2 separate regions of the Rattus norvegicus genome follow, and region 1 is linked to region 2. The links are chromatin contacts, called in public Hi-C maps. All regions are on one chromosome and are shown on one strand. Each heading gives the region's core, a stretch centred on a gene start, on an enhancer-like site or on the middle of the called end of the contact. The rest is flanking DNA. Distances are from core to core; before and after follow the strand shown. Region 1 overlaps Snap47 (synaptosome associated protein 47). Region 2 holds the start of Wnt9a (Wnt family member 9A).

Region 1 (2,700 bases), core at 13-2,512, 100 kb after region 2:
TAGGCTATGTCATCTGACAAGGCCTCCTAGCCTCCCACAGTCAGGGCACACAGAGCCCCTGGCTATGCTTCTCTATGGTCTCTGGGCCTGTGTGCACATGGGTCCTATAAAAAAGCTCATGTCTTTCCAGGAGGCGTGAATACACTGTGATGAGCTGGTAATGCAATTCTCAGCCAGCACCCTTGTCCCTAAGGTACACGAGACTGTCTGAAACAGAAATACCTTTAGACTACGACCCCCTCGAAGGCTGGGGGCCAAGTCCTGCCAGAACTTGGGCACCAGTTTCCAGCCATGCCGTGAGTGGGTCCTGTAGCCCCTCAGGCACTGGCTCACTTGGTTGATAAACCGTTTGTCTTGTTTGTGTTTAAGAAGAATCATACTTATAAGAAAGAAGAGAATTAAAGAAGAAAATAGAAGCTGTCCGTGACTCAAACCACTATTCTCCGCATTAGCCTGATAAGTTGGCTTCTTACCCCCAAATCCCAAATCTGAGACTTTCTGAGCTGATGTGCCACTGCTGCTGAACACCACCCGAGCCCACAGGACAGGCCCCATCAAAATCCAGGCATGATCAGACATGGAGGGGCACACATGCAATCCAGGACTTGGAAGGTAGAGGCCAGAAGACCAGGAGTTCAAGGCCAATCTCAGGGACATACAGAGTTGAGTCTGGCCTGGATTACACAAAACCGTATCTCAAAACAAAAATAAAAACTTAACAAAACAAAACCCTCCAGAACGTATCGTCTGAGCCCATCTTCAGGTATGTGTCAGAGGTACTTGAGAAGCAAGTGGATTCCATGTTTATTTAGACTGGGTGCTGGCCCGAGGCGCTATCACATTTGGGAAATATTTAAAAATCCCAAACAAGCCCAAACCAGTACAGTCCTGAATGCTTCAGAACAGGGACGCTCTCTCGGCCCATGTGGCTGCATTTTACTACTATATCCACATGCTACATGAGAACTCAAAATACAAGATGGAAGGACACTTCCGGTTGTGTTTCCTGATGTGCATTTTTTTCATCTTCTGGATATCCTAAACAAAAGCTTGTGTTATAGACACTCCCCCACCCCAATGCAACTCACAGAGCTTAATTTTAGGAACTGTTCACCTGTTACCTCAAAATCTTTTTTAAAATAAGGTCCAGAAGAGCTGAGCACTGGCCATGAGCTCTGGGGCTCCCTGGATCCAGACTGAGCCAGTTACAACAGACTTAACCTCCAGCCTAGCATTAACTGCCATGGGGAGATGACTCAGACACAGTGCCAGGGTACTGTGAGAAATCACATGTCCCTGAAAACAGAGCAAGGACCTCATCTGGGTCTGGAGGAAGCATAGTCACAAACGGGATGCTGGGCTGCAGGACCCACACCAGCCCTCACAGCCTGGAGTGGCCATAAAGCCGCGGGGCAGGAAGAAACAGTTTTTAAACAACCACATATTGAGGAGTGAAACATGAATATATCTAAAATATATTTCAAAGAGATAAACAAATGAGAGTCATGGTTAGTTAAGTATAATAGGACACAACACAGAAGCCCTAATATGTTGGCGTGAACGTGAGGCTTAACAAACATCTCAGGCAGGACAAACATGAACACAGACATATGAAGCAGGACCAAGAGGCCACAGACCTTGTGAGAACAAAACCCAGTCTAGGACAGACTCTGTGAGACTAACACGTCCTCTGTCTCTTCCTGAAAAGCTAAATGAATTGGCTCTTCCTTGTGCACAGTGAAAGTGTAGCCAAGGAAAGACTATTTATGGGCTGAGGATATAGTTCAGCTGAAGCTCAGACCCCAGAATCACAGAAGTATGGTGATGTCTGCCTGTAATCTCAGCACTTGGGAAGTAGAAGTCAGAAGACCAGAAATTCAAGGTCATCTTGGTTAAACTACATAAGGCCTTCTCAAAACAGAACAAAAACAAAAAACCCCAAGCAAACCCCCCAAAACAACAAAACCAAAAACAACCACTTCTGTGTATTCTGTGACCTTTGCCTAAAAGGTAAAGACTATTCACACACAAATAGTCCATGGTGCGAACTACTGACTGCCTATCCAAGTTTCAGCATTGTATCGTACAAACACTCAACATAAAGGCTGGTTGCTATTTAACCTTTGATTTGGAAAAAGTCTCGCCATTTTAAAAGTCTTAAAAATAGAACTCATTCCAAATAGCCTGCTAAGACCCCTTGGCCTGTCTGCCAAAATGAACTTGGAATTAATTAATACTGGCCATACTGAAAAGACATCCAACAGCTACTAGGTCTGCAGACAAAGACAATCGCAGAGCTAACCTTCCAAGCACTAATACCTCTAGAATATTGGTAGCCTTTTCTCTTTAAGAGAGGGATTGAAGTAATTAAATAGCACCATGCACATTCCATATAACAGGGGACGGAAAGAATGGAGCTCATGAAGTCTGGCCAAACCTTAGAAACAGTTGTTCCCTCTGTGGCCCAGGATGACAAGCTGTCTAGTCATCAGCACACACTGCTGCCAGCCTCTGACATACCCTGGGGGCCCCTTGATGAGCCTTGTCTGGCTGTGAGTCAAAGACCAGGCTCGAGTGGACATTCCCACAAGTCCCTGACATACAACAAACAACACAGTAACCAGGCAGCTTCACCTGTGTGGATGCTCAGTCCCTGCTAGACAGGCAGGACAGACAAACATGTGCAAGCCTGTGTCTGGG
Region 2 (2,795 bases), core at 180-2,679:
CTGATTGGGGAAACCAAGGCCCAGAGAGGAACTGATGGGCTCTCCTGACCCCTCACCCAGCCACACACCCACCACATATGGAAGCTTTTCAGTCAGGACAGAGTATATTCACTTGGGTGGTCCACACCCACAGGAGTAACCTGCTTGGCTCTGACCAGTGCGGAGGCTGATGTGATTTTTTTTGCGCTCATTTCCTCCTCTGCTTTCCTTTGGAGCAGTGACAGGTGGCTGAGCAGTTGCTGTGCACAGCTAGACAACCCAGCCTCCCAGAGGAGCTCAAACCTCTCAGACTTGGAGGTCTCCGATCCAGAATCAGCCCTTCTAAGTTCAGAAGGTGCTGGCTGGTAAAGAGGTTTGCCTTCCAGGGCATGGAGTTTGCCCCTGCAAGCCCAGGTCAGGGAGGCACACTAGTGTTAGCCGACCCTGAGTTTCGTTAGCTTGCCTCTGGTGTGTGTGCTGTCACTGTCTTGCACATAAGTGCGTCTCCAGCACCGAAGGTTGACACGTGGTGGGCATGTGTCGGGACCCAATCACTCAGTCCTATTCTCCAGCACTTTGAATCGTCCCTGAATAAGCCGCCCCTCCCCCAATGTCAGGAGACTTGTAAACAGTCTCTTGGGTGTCCTGGGCACTTGTGTTTCTCTGCGTCTTAGTCCAGGTTTGACTTACAGACAATTCAGTCCATGATGATAAGTCACCGCTCTGGGCTTTCACACAGGCCAGTCACCATCCTGGCCAGCGGTCTCCTTCATCTTCCATCCTGTTTGGGGGATGAGGTGTGTCAGTGATATCTGCAGCTAATAGTCAAAAGGCCTCTGAGGACCATATCGTCCCATTGTTAGGTCTAAGTTGGCCACAGCACCGGCTCTGCAGGAATGCATTTTTGGTCTCCCTTCGAGAGGTCGTCTTTCCATTCCTCCAGCCACAGTACCCCAGCTTTAAGCAGTGGCTCCCTCTTGGCAACATTCTCCAGCGAGTGGATTCACGTCCACCCGTCTCTGAAATCTGTGGCTAACGTCACCCCCAAACCACCCAGTCACTACCCCTCAAGCACAGTCGTCAAAGTTTCTAGGCTTTCGAATGTCTTTCCCAGCGGCCAACACCCGGTCCCCAACTGTCAGGAGACACCCCGGAGCTTGCACTTGTGTCCTGGCTGCAGACACCTAGCCCTGGGGTCTAATCTTACTCGTGGTCTCCCGGTCCCGCCCCACCGCTCCTTCTGGCTCCGTTATTCGACCGGGGTTCCCACCGCGCCACGTGCCCAGCCCTCCCCACGGCGCGCCCCAGGCCCGCCCCGCGAGCCGAGCAGCTCCGCCGCAGCGGCGGGCGCGCAGCTCGGGTTTCGGCCCGCCCCCGGCGCCGGCGTGACCCCTCCTCCGGGGCGCGGGCGGGCCGGGCCCAGCTGGCCGGCGCCCCGCCCCGCGGCCGCGGCTGCGGACGCTATAAGAGGGCGGCGGTCGCGGCGCGCCCTGCGCGGAGCCCGGAGCGCGATGGTCAGCCGCCGCGGCGCGGCAAGATGCTGGATGGGTCCCTTCTGGCGCGCTGGCTGGCCGCGGCCTTCGGGCTGACGCTGCTGCTCGCCGCGCTGCGCCCTTCGGCCGCCTACTTCGGGTAGGTGCCCGCGGCGGGCGGCCGCGCGAGGGCGGGCGAGGGCGGCGGGGCCGGACGGGGGCATCGAGCCCGGGACAGCACTCGCCAGGTGCTCGGCGGGGTACACGGGTGGCTTGGAGTTGTTAGTTGGCAGCGAGCGCGCCTCTCGGTCCGCAGGTCGTTGCCCGCCGTGCGCCCTAGAGGTAGAGGGGTCGGTGTCCCCGACGGGCTTGCTGGGGGCCGCGGTCCACCGTGACTCCCGAGTCGCCGCCGCCGCCTTAGGCCGCGGTGTTCCTGCCAAAAGGCTGGAGCCTCCCTGGCCCCTGCCCACTACCCCCCTTCTCTCCTGGAAAAGTTAATTTAACAACAACAAAAAAACACGTACAAAATCCAGATGTTCCTTGCACTGAGCCCCAAAGGGGAGAAAAAAACCCTCCAAGCTGGAGAAATTTATTTTTCTTGTGCTTTCTTCTGGCGCTCGCCCGAGCCTGGCCCCGACCTCAGCCCTCGGGAACACGTCTGGGAGACCTGACCCAGGGGGTAAACGCCGCCACTGTCCCGCGGGGTCGCCGCCCGCACTCGACTGTCTATGCGTTAGCAGTTTTGCCGCGTCGTTGGGCGCGTCTCTTCGCCTTTAGTTCCTTTCGTCCCTCCCTCTCTACTAGCTTTCCCAGGTCTGGGATGCCTGAACCCAGCGATCTTTAGAGGGACACCCATTGCACTTTGAGTTCGCCAAGGTCCCGGGTGGCATCATGCATGGCAGCGCCCCAGCTTTGTCTGCCCTCCCTGCTTATCACCCTCTCATTCCCCCTCTGGGAGCCCTGGTTAGCCCCTCGGGTCGCAACCCTGGTCCTGGGTGCCCTGGACTGCGCCTTGGGCCGCCGCCCTTCGCCGGTCACCTGTTCCCTCGCCCCTGGCTGCAGTGCCGGCTCGCGGCGGTGTGGCCGGCAGAGGGCCCCGTTGGTCTAGGAATCTGGCACCGGCCAGGGCAGGGAGAGGCGGCTGGGCCGAGGAGCCCTGCAGGTGTATCCTGTTCTCAAAGAAAATAAAATATTTTCATGGGAAAATTTCCCTTTGTGTTTTTCTTTCTCCTCCTTTCTCCTCTGTCTGTCCATTTCTTCTGGGTTGTCTTCAGGGTCAGTTCATGTCTCGGTTCCCAGGGTCTCCTCCACCCTGGCTCCCCTGGTCCAACCCCTGGGCCTTGG

The links. Hi-C and Micro-C count contacts between places; a contact is called where the count stands out from the background.
Region 1: a Hi-C map of the A7r5 cell line shows a contact between it and region 2, with 4 times the contacts expected there. The contact joins the enhancer-like site here to the promoter of Wnt9a in region 2. A contact is called at or near these places in 2 of 12 Hi-C or Micro-C datasets (the A7r5 cell line and Schwann cells).

What each region holds. Positions count from the first base shown.
Region 1 is chr10:44,695,034-44,697,733 of GRCr8, forward strand. The region is part of intron 4 of Snap47 (synaptosome associated protein 47); the gene reads right to left. Among named protein-coding and RNA genes, the nearest start is that of Prss38, 34 kb to the left of the region's middle. Within about 2 kb of position 1,263, at least 12 of the 93 cell types and tissues checked have an H3K27ac peak or open chromatin away from gene starts, as enhancers often do. A contact at or near this core is called in the A7r5 cell line, where this site is marked.
Region 2 is chr10:44,592,262-44,595,056 of GRCr8, forward strand. Wnt9a (Wnt family member 9A) reads left to right here and starts at 1,430. Exons shown (of 4, transcript NM_001105783.2): 1 at 1,430-1,611. The coding sequence starts at 1,517.